3 separate regions of the Ovis aries genome follow, and all the other regions are linked to region 2. Evidence: chromatin contacts called from public Hi-C data. All regions are on one chromosome and are shown on one strand. Each heading gives the region's core, a stretch centred on a gene start, on an enhancer-like site or on the middle of the called end of the contact. The rest is flanking DNA. Distances are from core to core; before and after follow the strand shown. Region 1 has its middle 99 kb from the start of IRF2BP2. Region 2 has its middle 2.5 kb from the start of TRNAR-CCU. Region 3 has its middle 150 kb from the start of IRF2BP2.

What was found. Hi-C and Micro-C count contacts between places; a contact is called where the count stands out from the background.
Region 1: a contact with region 2 is called in a Hi-C map of liver, with 11 times the contacts expected there. The contact joins two enhancer-like sites. A contact is called at or near these places in 8 of 16 Hi-C or Micro-C datasets (hypothalamus, liver, mesenteric adipose tissue and 5 more).
Region 3: a Hi-C map of blood shows a contact between it and region 2, with 2.1 times the contacts expected there. The contact joins two enhancer-like sites. A contact is called at or near these places in 2 of 16 Hi-C or Micro-C datasets (blood and skin fibroblasts).

The regions. Positions count from the first base shown.
Region 1 is chr25:6,882,356-6,886,917 of ARS-UI_Ramb_v3.0, reverse strand. No RefSeq gene overlaps it. Among named protein-coding and RNA genes, the nearest start is that of IRF2BP2, 99 kb to the right of the region's middle. Within about 2 kb of position 2,592, at least 48 of the 54 cell types and tissues checked have an H3K27ac peak or open chromatin away from gene starts, as enhancers often do. A contact at or near this core is called in hypothalamus and liver, where this site is marked.
Region 2 is chr25:7,216,599-7,221,157 of ARS-UI_Ramb_v3.0, reverse strand. No RefSeq gene overlaps it. Among named protein-coding and RNA genes, the nearest start is that of TRNAR-CCU, 2.5 kb to the right of the region's middle. Within about 2 kb of position 2,002, at least 32 of the 54 cell types and tissues checked have an H3K27ac peak or open chromatin away from gene starts, as enhancers often do. A contact at or near this core is called in hypothalamus and liver, where this site is marked.
Region 3 is chr25:6,931,889-6,936,358 of ARS-UI_Ramb_v3.0, reverse strand. No RefSeq gene overlaps it. Among named protein-coding and RNA genes, the nearest start is that of IRF2BP2, 150 kb to the right of the region's middle. Within about 2 kb of position 1,723, at least 25 of the 54 cell types and tissues checked have an H3K27ac peak or open chromatin away from gene starts, as enhancers often do.

The DNA.
Region 1 (4,562 bases), core at 1,343-3,842, 330 kb after region 2:
GAAAGCTGGTGATGAGTTTCACTTGTCTATCTACAAAGAGAAATATTTTAAATGCTTTCTATTTATAGCTGTAAAGTCTTGATACCACCAAAGGCAAAGGCGGAATCTCTCTGTACATTGATTTTTCTAGTGCAGGCTTAATGTCTGTATGTGATTATGTTTACCATGCGAGTGAAGCAAAAAATTAAATTGGGCTTCTTTAACAAGGGGGAAAGACTAGCAGCAGAACTGAAAGATCACAGGAGAACTTGAGCAGGTAAGCTGATTGCAAATACTGTCCTGGCTTTAGACCTCTGCAGCTGCTAAAAATGCATTCATCCCCACCTCCACACCCTCCCCACTGTGCAGATCTGCTTTTGCTTTCTCCTGGTTTCTCAGGGGGAAAAAAAAAAAAAAAAAATCCCCTAGGATTCTCTGTCTCTGTCTGCCTGACAAACCCAATAGGAAACCTACATTAATCTGTAAGTGAGCGTAATGGTTTTTCTGCTGTTTCATACATGCTAGGTCAAATCCATGGATCTTGCGACAAGAGGAGGCCCCTAGGGGAAGTGAATTCCCTTCCCTCTGCAGGGCCTGGTACCCATAGGCCACTGGAGGTACTGGAGGGGTGTCCAGGAGCCCTCTGCTTTCCCCAGAAGATACTCTGTTCCTCCTAACCTCGTCCTTCTCTACTTTCAGACTGTAGGCAAGAAGGCCAGACCTCCAAAAACTAGGCCCAGGAAGTCAGATTTCTACCGTCGTCTGGCATGGGAAGGGCAGGTTCAGACATCCCTGCTAGAGGCTGGCTTTCCAGGCAGCACCCGAGGAGGCAGGCTTGAGTCCTCGGGGTCAGCGATCATGGGGTTTCATTTGCTCAGACATACTGTGACACGAGGTCAATCTTGGACCAAAATGGGCATGGAACCCTCTGACTCAGGGTGGCTTTTAGAAACCCATCAGGAAGTGTTTTCCATCATTCGCAACATCTCAGAGCACAGGGACGGGGCCTCGCCAGGCCTGGGACTGGCATCAGCTGCAAACGCCATGGCCTTTCCTCCCATCAGGGAATGGGCCTAGTTCTGAGTCACCAGTTAAGAACAGGGGACGGCACAGAATTTGAGATTCAGCTCTCAAATCCAAGCAGCCCCTTCCTTTTCTAATTTGTAAGAAACTGGCCCCCAATCAGCTTTCCTTTGCTCTGTCTCCAACTGGAAGTGAAAACGTGTCTCTTGCAGGCCTCCAGCTCCCGTGCTCCTGGGGTCTGCTTGTCTTCTTGAAGCCCGAGCTCATGGGGGCTGTTTGGACAGGAGCACCCCCCCCCCCGCCAACCCCCACTCTAGCTCTCCCGTGGCTGTGTCCTCCTCAGGGGTGACAGGGTGTGTGGGGGCTGGGGGCCAGGGTTGCAGCCAGGTGTGGGACTTCTGCCCACAAAGATGGGTGAGGGTAAGTGCCCTCTAAGGAAGCCCGAGTCACCCTACCTTGGGAACTTCCCGCCAAAAGACAAAGCTCCCAACCTCCCAGGGAGCCTTATGTGGCTGCCGGAGAAAGACAGCCAAGCCTTGGTAAAAGCAGGAGGCGAGGAGTAAGGATGATGGGACCCTCCTGGAGCTTCTCCCCACCCAACCTTGGGCTGTATCCTCCTAGACACCTTTGCTTCCATCCCTGGACCTAGGAGGTGGTCACGCGTGCTCCTGAAAGTGAATGCCTCTTTCAGAGGGTCTGGAGTTGGGATGGGGCGGGCATCGGAAGGAAACGATCAGCTGTTTCACAGTGAGGTCTCCGCAGGCCCGTGAGAGCAGCCCCTGCTGTGGCCTTGCCTTCTTCCAAATAAAGGAGCCAGGAAACGGCCAAGTTGCTCCTTGTGGCAGAAACTTCTAGAACCAGAAGAGGCCCTTCCCAGCATCTGGGGGTGGGGATGTCAGATTCTGCTCTGGGCAGGGCGGGGGGTGGTGGCTGGCAACCAAGTCCCACTCGTATGTAACCTGGCAGCTCTCTGCCTGGAGACTTGCCGATGGTCACGATGTGTCGCCTCCCAGGAGATGTTCCACTTTCCAAGCAGGTGGGAAATGACCCCGGTTAAAAATAGCGGCACTGGACTCATCACAGAGTCCCCTTGTAAAGCAAAACCGTGGGTTTCCTCCAAGTGGCGCAAAGGATCAGCCGTGGCTTTTGGGTTCCCTCTGGGACTCTGGGGGCTGGGGTCCCAAATGCACCAAATCCCCCAGTGCCCTCCCCTGCAACACCCCGGCGCCCAGCACAGCCACCAGCAGAGCCCCTCAGCCGTGGCCACTGGCCACCTGCCCACCTGCCCACCCCGGGTTCGCCTCGGTGACTAGGGGGCCACTGTGACCGTCCACACCCTCTCCCCGCCTTCCTGCTCCCCTCAGTGCCTGGTGGACCGGGGTTTCTGGAGCTTTCTCAGAACCGTGGACACATTCCCAGTGGAAATCATGACATTTTCCGTTTCACATGACGCACTCCACAATGCCTCAGGAAAAGGGAGAGAGAAAGAGAAGGCAAACAGGGCCTGGGAGCCAGCCCCTCTCTGTCAACAGCCAGGCCAGGTCCTCTCTGTTTATCCTGGAGTCGCCTCCCCGGGGCTTGACAGTCAGCCTCCGTGTTCTCTCCTGCAGTCAGAGGCCCGACGACTAGGTTAACTGCCTTTTCTCTCTGCTTCTTGGCACATCTGGGTGAAGGCGTGCCTCCCTACTTTGTTGTGTTTTTTTTTAAACTTTACTTTCGACTGCCATGGTGACTGCTGCATGTTTGGCAAAGGGAAGGAGGGGAAAAAAAAAAAAAAAAAAAGCTCGGGGAGAAGAAAAGGAGCTCTCAGCGCAGGGCTGGCGGCCGTCCAGGGTAATCATGCTGCAGAGCTGAAATGAGGCCTCTGGCGGGCAGCCAAGTCACAAAGAACAAAGCTGTCAGTTCCTAATGTTGGCGGCAAAGCCTGTTTGGCACCCTTATATGCTTTCCCAGAACTCCCTGCCTTGGCTGCCTTCCATTCCCTTCAGGGCAGCAAACAGGATTAGCCCAGCTCTGAGTTGTTTTTCTTCCCTCTCCTCCAACTGTTTCCAATGACATCATCCTTGCTGCACTCATTTGCCAGCAGGGTGGTTTTTCTCTCTCTCCCCTCCCACCCCCCTCTCTCCCTCCATCTCTCTCTCACACACACACCTCCACTCCCACTTCCTTCCTGTAGCCGCCCCCCCAACCTCCTCTGACTTGCTCGAAGCGCACTGTTTGAGGTCATGCCTCTTGTCCGGCATCTCTGTGAAATGCACACACGCCCCGGCGCTTGTCCATTTCGCTGAATCAAGCCAGACGTTGTATTTTATTTTTATAACTGAATTCCTGTGAGATAAAAATCTCATTTTCCTTCGCAGGCTGTAATCAGCACTCGCAGGGCTGTGGTTTCCAACTGCCCCATCTCGTGCTTCCTTACGAAGCACCGCTGAGAAATGAACTTGGCTGCCATTCAGGTTTAAAGGGCCCGCGGCTAGTCATACATTGCTGGTTCACACACACACACACGCACAAACACACGATGTGCACACAAAGACTATTGCATGCGCACACCCACAGGCACACACACCCACAGGGCTACACAGACAAAGGGTATGGAGATACCCCCCCGAGAGAGACAGACACACACACAAGCAGCACCTAGGGTCATTCTTTCCCTTTCAAGAAAGAGAATAGGTGAACAAGTAGAAGCCAAAAGCTGCTTCCGAAAAGGCTGGTTTCAACCAGCAGGCAGGCAAGCGTTATGCAACTAATGTCTGGGTTCATGAAAGGAATCGAGGTTCGCTGACTGCACAAATGTTCCCCCGCCCCCGCCCTGCCCCCCCCAACTCTGATTCATGAACTAGTTTTCAGATTCATGAATCACTCGGGAGCCAGCAAGAAAAAAATGAGTAGTATTGATCTCATTTCAATTGAAACGGGCTCATTATGGCCACGCAGGGGCAGGGTGCAGACAACTTCCTACCACCAGACACTCGCCAGCATCCTAGGTCTGCAGGGAGGCTCCCCCACCTGTGGGTGGGGCAGGCTGGCTTTTGCAGAGGAGAGGGTTCCCCCTCTTTTGATGATTAAATAGGCAGAATCAGATCTATTGGCACGAGGAGCTGGGGCTGGACTCCTCTGTCCTCTTCCGGCAGGTCTGTGGGCTTCCTTGGGTGTTCTCCATTTGTTTTTTTGTTTGTTTGTTTTTTTTTTCACTTTTAATGAAATCTTTTAAGAGGAATCTCAGTGCAAATTCATTTCTGGATTGTTGGTGGTGTCTCAAGGACTATCTAAAATAACAATTCACCTTCTACTAGGTGAATTCAAGTTCAGATCCAACTAGGATGTCTTGGGGTTTGCTTCTTTGTTTGTTTCAAGGCCAACATGTAGCTTTTGCCTTTTTCAGCCCTTTGCATTTGATTCAGCAAAGAAAGCCTGGGGAATATGGACCCTCTAGATTTGGGCCAATCACATTTCTGTAAAGAAAAACAGTCCTCCAGCTGGGTGACTGTCATTACAGGGATAGGAGGCTCTAGGATTTCAGAAAGTCATCCTTTTCCTTCCCAAATGAAGTGAGG
Region 2 (4,559 bases), core at 753-3,252:
ATACTATTTGGGGGCCAAGCAGAGTGATGTGGTAAGTGGAAGGGCATCCATGCGCGTGTTTTCGTCTGCCCAGTCATTCTGTCTTTTGTGCATTTAATCCATTTACATTTAAGGTAATTATCGATATGTAGGATCCTATTACCATTTCCTTAACTGTTTTGGGTTTATTTTGTGTATTTCTTTTTTCCCCCTTCTCTTGTGTTTCCTGCTTAGAGAAGTTCCTTTAGCATTTGTTGTGAATCTGATTTCAGTTCAGTTCAGTTCAGTTCAGTCGCTCAGTCATGTCTGACTCTTTGTGACCCCATGGACTGTCGCCTATCAGGCTCCTCCTTCCATGGGATTTTCCAGGCCAGAGTGCTGGAGTGGATTCCCATTTCCTTCTCCAGGGGATCTTCTCGACCCAGGAATCGAACCCGGGTCCCCTGCATTGCAGGCAGACACTTTTACCGTCTGAGCCACCAGGGAAGCCCAAAGCTGATTTAGTGGTGCTGAATTCTCCTAACTTTTGCTTGTCTGTAAGATCTTGCCTAGCAGCCAACTATGGAAAAAAATGGACAAAGGCCGAGTTGTTCTGGTAAAGGAGGTGGTAACCAAAGTCCCGCCAAACTGATATCCCTCTGCTAGTGCTGAGGAGTGAGTTTTGAAAACTGTGGATCTCACTGTATCTCCTGGTTTTATGGAACAGGTTCAGACGGTAAAGAATCTGCCTGCAATGTAGGAGAGCTGGGTTCGATCCCTGAGTGGGGAAGATCCCCTGGAAGAGGGCATCGTAACCCACTCCAGTATTCATGCCTGGAGAAGCCCATGGACAGAGGAGCCTGGCGGGTTAGTCTATGGGGTCACAAGAGCCGGATAAAACTGAGCACAGAAGCTAGCACATGAGGTCACTGCCTCAGAGGTTCACAGCAGCTCAGCGTCAGGGTGTGAAGAGCATCAAGAGCCTGGACTCCTGGGGGAACGTTCTTATGGAGGTCCACTTGCTCCTTGATTCCAGGTACCAAACACACAACAGCTGGCAAAGTCTCCTATTTTAGTAAAATGCCTCTCTTTGGAAAGAAAGCTATTTGTGGAGTTCTAAGCCAAATTGATTTTGATTTACAGGGTTGAAAAAAGAAAAAAAAGAAAGCAACTACAGTCAAATGAAATGCCAGGAGATTTGTGTCCTGAGCTGGAAGTTTAGCCTGATTAGGTTTCCGTAGGTGTGCTCACCTTGCCTCGTCTCGCTCAGCATCCTTCTGCCCTCGCTCTCCCTTGAACATAGACGAGGGTCTGAGGGCCCAGAAAGGCTTGCTCTGGTCACTGACCACTTTTCCGGTTGCAAATACGCTTTGGTGTCTCTCATGGGATAACGCCTCCAGGCAACGCCTGTGTGTGGGTAGGCAGAAGCTAAACGAAGCAGGAACCTGGTAAGCTTGGTCGCCTCTATCCATTTGGGTTATTTTATTTTTCAAAAAGAAGCTCATCTTATTTGTCCTTCGGGAAACACAATTTATATCTTATCTATTTATTTATTTATTTGTCTGCATCGCAGCATACTGGATCTCTGATCTTCCTTGTGGCATGGGGAATCTGTAGCTGCAGTACGTGGGATCTCATTCCCTGACCAGGGATCGAAGCCGGGACCCCTGCGTCGAGACTGCAGAGTCTTAGCCACTGGACCACCAGGGAAGTCCCTCCACTGGGGTTTTTAAGGGTGCACTTGGGGAGCTCTCTTGGCCGTGTCCTTGCAAACCATTCTAGGGAAGAGTTTGGCTATGCGGCTGGAGGCTGGCCCCCGGCCATCAGCTGGGTGCCCTTTGAAAGTCCGGCCGCTCCTCTCTCCACAGGGCCGTGGGGGCTGTCCAGAGGCTCTGCCCTGCACCTCTGCCCTGCGCCTGCTCGCTCAGCCACTGGATGGCACTGTTAGAACTGGAGAAAAGAGGCTTCCTCCCCTGAAACCGTTTTCCCTCATTCCAATCCTCTCCAAACTGTCATTTCCACCCACCTCCTTCCAAACAGAACAGAACAAAATCATTTCGTAGCCTGTTCCTGTTGCTCTGCCCCCAACCCAGTCTGCCCTGTCCGTCCCTGGGTGCCTGCAAAGAGGAGTAGCCCAGCTGCCTCCTTTTCTGCCCTCAGGGTCCCCTCTGTCCATCCTATTTTTGCATCTTTATCATTCTGTGTGTGGTGGGGGTGGGGGCCCCTCTAGAGTTTCAGGCAATCTAGGGAAGCAGCAAGGGCCGTGAAAGACTTATAAGGACCTGGGGGCCTAAAAGAGAAAGCAGAAGTGCCTGCAATCCTTCTGGTCGCATGACTTGTGTTCTAGAAGGAAAAAGAAACTAGGGCTGCATGCACAGAGGCAGCGTGGAGCAGGGTCACTGGGAGAAGGGGCTGGAAGGGGGAAAGGGGCGGGGAAGAATGTGCCGAGTGCAGGAAACGGGCTCTCGGCAGTGGAATCTTGGCGTCAACTTGGCCACTCAAAAGCTTTCTGTTCCTGGCTTCTGAGCTGCCGCTGTGTCAGAACCCCCTCCGCTGGGTCAAGGGTGGGTAGAGGCCTGAGCAGCCCTCGCCCTCATGCACTGGTTTTGACCCTTGCTTCCCAGTTCTGGCTGCTACTTCCTCTTCCTGTGAGATGTGAGTGGGGAGCAGACTGAGAGGACCAAGAGCTGGAGGAGAGAAAACATAGCTGTCCCCCACGTTTGCACACCTATCTCAGGTCCCCCAGACTGCCCGTCGCTGCTGCCTCAGCTCGCTTCCCTCTCAGGGGAGGCGAAAACAACATTTCTTGGGAGGAATTCGCTCTGAGAAAAGCATTTTCCCCTAACAATGACCAGGAAATCCTGTCTTGACTGATATTCTCAAGGTGTGCTGGCCTCTTGGCAGAGTCATTTGAAGGCTTATTCAACCATGCAAACGCCCATGAGACACGGTTCCCAAACTCTGTGGAGGTGTGCTGGCCACACCCCTCCCCTTGGCCAACCCTGACCTTGAGCAGGGAGCCCGGCCAGCTCGCCCAGCCTGCCTGCAGGTGGGAGGTCTCTCTGCTGACTCAGGCCCAGACTGGGTCAGGTGCCTGCCTTCAGTCCCATGAGTAATACCCTGCCTGTCCTCTGCAAAGGGCCTTCCCAGGATTAATGAATTAGTCACCCCCCGGGAGAGCGAGGGAGCAGGTTATGGTCATCCTCATTAAGGCCTTGCCTCATAAGGCCTGCCTCAGGCCAGTGAGCGTCTGGATGTGGGTGCAGGCAGACAGTGGCTCAGGGTGTCCCAGGGAGAGGCCCCTCCAGGGCGCAAGGGAGGCTGGAGCTTCTCACTGGGCAGCTGGGGGCTTCACCCACTGAGGGCCGAGGGGAGGGGACTGGAGAGTCTCAGGTCCACGTGAGAAGATGCAGACAGTTTGACACAGGCTCAGCCACGCAGTTCCACAGTCTGCTCTGCACAATTCAGAAACTGACGCCGATGGGCCTCCCACCATTCTGCCCCTCCAAGCAGGTCGTCCAGATATTTATGAAATGCGCCTCGGAACCCTTTCCTTTCTGTGTCTGCGTGGGGATTTCAAATGACTAAAAGTGATAAAGCACAGGTCATTATAGGACCCTGCAAAGCAAAAGCATGTTGTGAATGCCTAGGAGAGCAGGGGCCCCACGTCCCTCTGGGTCACGGGGCCCCCAAAGAGGTTTGTCTTCTTTCGGGAGCAGGACACAGGTGAGAGAGCTTTAGGAGGTAAGAATGTGTCCTGATGGCAGAGCTAGGACCCAAGCACCTTCTGGAAGCCAGACAGCAGAGCAATCCTTTCGGTCAACCCTGTCTGCAGCTGCTTTTTATAAACTTGGCATAAATACGTGCTTGGAAATGCCCGGGCAGTGTATCTGGAAAATATTTTCTACCATTTGAAAATACACACACACACATATACATGCTTAGAAAGGAAAAAAACACACACACAACAGAAACCGTGCATGTTACAGAATGCCTTCACTTGCGGTTTTTTTCCATTACTTCCTCAGTTCATTTTTCTGCTGCCAATTTTAGAAGGCCATAAGTCATAGTTGTTGTTAAACTTTGTCAGTTAAAATGTAACTCTAAGAACAAGTCATATGATCCATTGGAGCCAAATGGCCTTTTGGAAAGCGTGGTGGTGGGAGGTAGGAGAGCCAGCCCTGGCGTCTCTTCTCTGCTGTGTGTTATGTGTCCTGCCCACGAGAAAACAGAGTCCCCTGTTGCTGGCCTCGGCTCCCAAAGGCCACTGATCCGAGGGAGGGAGGCTTTTCAACTTTTATTCTGTGTGACCCAGGCATGGAACATAATCTTGTGTTTTGAAGTGCTCGTGTGTGCTAAGTCGCTTCAGTCATGTCCAACTCTTTGTGACCCTATTGACTGTAGCCCGCCAGGCTCCTCTGTTCATGGGATTCTCCAGGCAAGAATATTGGAGTGGGTTCCCATGCCCTCCTCCAGGGGATCTTCTGGATCTGGGGATCGAACCTGCGTCTCTTACGTGTCCTGCATTGGCAGGCGGGTTACCACTAGCACCACCTGGGGAGTCCTCAGTCTTACACAATAATGAAATTCTCAATTGTTGA
Region 3 (4,470 bases), core at 474-2,973, 280 kb after region 2:
GAAGCTCTCCTAGAGCTTCTGGAAGAACCGCTGCCCTGTTGTCCCTTGATTGTAGCTCAGTGAGACCTATGTCAGACTTCTATCCTACAGAATGGCAAGATAATAAATAAGTGCTGTCTAAGCTGCCAAGCTCACGGTCATTTGTCATAGCAGTGTTAGTTGCTCAATCTTGTCCGACTCTTTGTCACCCCATGGACTGTAGCCCTCTAGGCTCCTCTGTCTGTGGAGTTCTCCAGGCAAGAATACTGGAGTGGGTTGCCACGCCCTCCTTCAGGGGATCTGCCCGACCCAGGGATTGAACCTGGGTCTCCTGCACCGAAGGTGAACTCTTTACCGTCTGGTAGGAGACTAATCCTCATGCTGTCCCTCGTGTGTCCTATGGACTCCCTCTGTGACTGATCCCAGATGCTTCACCCTGTCTGTGCTATGCCTGGACACTGCCCTTCTGAGGAATCCGTACGTCGCAATAAAACCCTCAAAGAATCCATGATGCTTTGAGCAATCTGACCTCTTAAGGAGCTGTTTGTGACAACTCCAGGATTTTCTTCCACCCAGAAAGTCCTTAGGTTCCGTTAGGATGGAGAGGCAGCTGGCATTTGAGACAATAGAAATAGTGCTTCATAGCTGGGGTGCTTTTGTGGCTTACACGGTTCCCAAGCTGTTCAAGGGTCATACCATGTTCTTGTTCTAAAAATGCTGAAGGCTGGGATTGCTTTTCCCAAATGACTCCACCTCTTAAAGAAAGCTGTCTACAACAGCAAAAACATCAGAGCAAAATGGATTCTTGCATGAATCTACCACTTTCCCATATCAACTGCTGGTGATACCAGAGGCCAATGTTCTGGGAAGTCTTCCCTCCCCATGCAGGAAGCCGAGGCCTCCTACCACCACCCTGCTCCCACTTTCAGAAGCTCCGCGCACCCCTCTTTGGGTTTCCTGTCCCAAGGAAGTTTAAGATTTATAACTTCTTTCAAAGCAAATTCTGGCTTATTTCCACCAAGTCCTTTTTTTAAAAAAAATCTTTCCTCTTAAAGTCATTTTCAGAGCTTCCCAGGTACACTAGTGGTAAAGAATCTGCCTTCCAAGCAGGAGACCAAGGGGATGCAGGTTCGGTCCCAGGACTGGGAAGATCCCCTTGAGGAGGAAGGGACAACCCACTCCGGTATTCTTGCCTAGAAAATTACGTGGACTGAGGAGCTTGGCGGGCTATGGTCCATGAGGTTGCAAAGAATCAGACACGACTGAGCACGCACATGAGCGAGAGAAAGTCATTTCAGTCCAATTCTGTCTTTATTCCTAACCCCCCGCCTTTCTGTTCTTTTGGCCTTTGGAGCTAGTGAAGGAGGGGACTTGGGGACGCTCCCCACAGCTAATGACTTGGGTTAGAAGTTAGCTGACAGGGACTGGACTTTATTTCTTGTTGGGCCAAAGAGCTACAGAGCTGGGTCCCTAGCGAGCTGCCCGAGGACATCTCATGGCTCCATCTGCCTGCCCCCTACCAACCATTGGCCTCCATTGCTGTTGTTGCTGATTTTTTTTTTTTTTAAGTTTTTGTTGATTTTGTAAATTCGCTAGCTCTGTGCTTTTTCAACTTGGCCTGCTAGCCGAAAAAAGCAAAACCAGGGCAAAGAGAACAAAGAGAGGCTGGCAGGAGCCTGGGCCACACTGAGCAGGGCCACTGAGCTTCTCTCAGGAGGGGTGCGGGCCAAGATGTAGCTGAAAACTTCTCCTGGCTTCAGGGTTTAAAATACCTACACTTCCTGCTCCTTGGAGAGGGTATGCACAGAATGTGAGTGACTCACTGCGGTGGTTTTCAAATGTGTCTGTCATAAGGAGGGAACATCAAAAGCCCGTCCTGTTTCAGATGTTATTTTTTCCACTCTCAGCTATGCAGCGCTAGAAAAGCTGAATGCCTGAAACCAGTGTTTGTTTTGAGTGCAGAAAGTGAAGGGCGAAGTCATTGCGCCGCAGCAAGTAAAAACCCAACTCTTAAGGAAAAAAAAAAGAAGCACACAACAAAAAACAACCGGCGTGTCAACAGGGAGGGGATTGTGTTTCAAAGCCCTGGTTTTCAAAAAGTTTAATTATATTTCAACTCAAGCCAAACTGTCAAAACATGGGAGGGGGATCTGCCTGCTTTGAAAATGCATTAGCCGTCTTATGTAAAAGCCCATAATTGATATCCTAGATGAAACCAGAGCTGGGGTGGGGGTGGGGAGGGGAGGATGGCCGCTCAGAACAGCTCTGATGGACTTCCCTATTGACCACGTGCAGTTTTGCAGCTCTCAGTTCCTGAAGTGGGAAACTGGAGAGGAGAACAAAGCACAACACCCTCTGCGAACAGGGAGGGTTTAAAATATCAGGCCTGGTTTACGCAACATGTGGGCCCTGTGCATTGTAAACTGTCATTTACATAAGGGGAAACTTGGTAGACCGCCTCTCAAGCTCCATGACGGTTTATGAATAACAGCAGGCTGCACATTCTGCTGCCTGAGAAGCTTTTCCATCTGCTCTCAGGTCTGAGGGTTGTCTGGGGTGGGGTGTGGGGGACCTCGCTTGCCTCCCATCTGCCTTGTTTGCAAGGGGAGTACTGCTGTCCTTCCAGACTCCCCTTGGCCATCTCCTCCAGAAAAAGAAGGACCTGGGGGATTGAGCCTTTGCCTTACTTGCTCTGCCTGTCCTTCTGGAATCTTCTAGAACTTTCCAGTTTCCAGTGCAGAGATTCTGAATCTTCTCTTTTGTCTGAGCATGTTCTGTGTAAACCTGTTCTCAAATCAAATTAAACTTGAACTAAATGAAGATTAAGGCTGTCAGCCATCTAAGGCATAATGAGGTGCATTATGAGTAGCATCAAAGCAGACCATGGCAGGAATGGAGGGACCAAAACGGCTAGGAATTACTGACCTAAGGCCTGCATCCCCCCAGATTAGCCTGTGTCCTTCTTTCTCCTTCTTTGGTCAAGCCACTGGCCTCCGGGCAGATCAGGTTCATCCATAGGGCCTGTGGCCTGGAACCATCTCGTCATTTCCCCCTTGTATGCTGATTTGTCTGAACAAGCCAAAGTACCTATAACATGGATGCCTTTAGATTTGAGAAGTCTCTTTTTCATCCTGGTGACACAAGACAGCCATCTCTCTCCTCCCCTTGGCTTTGCTGACCTCTCCCAGATGGGATAAATCCACACAACCCACTCCTGGGGAGAGCAGACTTTCAGGTTTGTGGTCTGGGACTCTGTGGACCTCAGAAAAGAGTTTGCCAGATAAAATACAGGACATCAGGTTACATGTGAATTTCAGGTCACCAAAGAATCATTTTTGTAAGCAAGTATGTCCTACATGGTATATTCTTAAAAGTATACATGCAACACTTAGGACATACACTGAAAGTTATGCGGTGTGTCTGAAGTTCACGTGAAACTGGGTGCCCTGTGCTCTTGTTTGCTAACTCTGACAGCCCTCCTGAAGTCCCTCTGTTCTAAATGGACCTGGGCTTCATGTGAGGAAGTGAGTTCTAACCAGGATCAGAGCCTGGTGCCGCGATATTCTCCCCACAGGGGTTCAGTGGTAGAAGAAGAGCCCATGGGATGGGGAGGAGAGAATTAACAGCAGAACCATAGGCCACATCTGGACAGTGGAGTCCTCCCTTTGACCACCTCTAAATGACTGCAGAGGCAACAGAAGCCACCACGCAGCTCACATAATGATAGCTTTCTCCTTTCTCATTCCAGACAGTTTGGATTCTTTAAAAAAAGAGAGAAAGAAATTGCTTTTGGGAAGCAGCAGAGGGTGCGGGGAAACTCAGAAACTGGCCGCCAATGGAAAACAGGAAGGCAGTGCCTCTAATTAAAAGCAGCCAGCTCCCCCTCCATCTGCAACGCTGGGAGCCCAGCTGACAAGGGAGGCTGTTCCCTTGCTGGCTGGCACTGTGGGCAGGCGGCCGGGACAGACCCTACCGGGCAGCACTCCGGGCCCTGCGTAGAGGAGAGTCAGGGTGTTGTCAAGCCCTCTCCACAGGATGCTTGCATTCTCGGACCCCTACCAGATTCCTTCCTCCCCCACCGAAAGGTGACTCTGGGCTCCAGGCTGGGTGCTCAGATACACAGAGTTTGTGTGAGCTTAGATTTGCTCAGAACCATCTTCCGTTTCTTCTATCACAGACAGAAAAGTCCCCTTTCAGTTTCTCCAAGAAATACTCTCAGCACCAGGCGTCTACTTGAGCACCATTCCTGGAGTTTGCATTTCCAAAAATCTTTCTGCAATTATATATACACTAGAATACAGCCACATTGCATACAGGTCAGCAGTATCATATTTATTCTATAGATCCAAGGGAAGGCCCAGAGATGGTGAATATTCGGCCTAGGGTCAAACAGAAATTCTCTTATTACCATAACACAGGAGTGTTTAAACACCATGGAGGCATTAGAGAAACAAAAATGAAAAACGGTATCCCTAGTAAAATTGTAAGGAA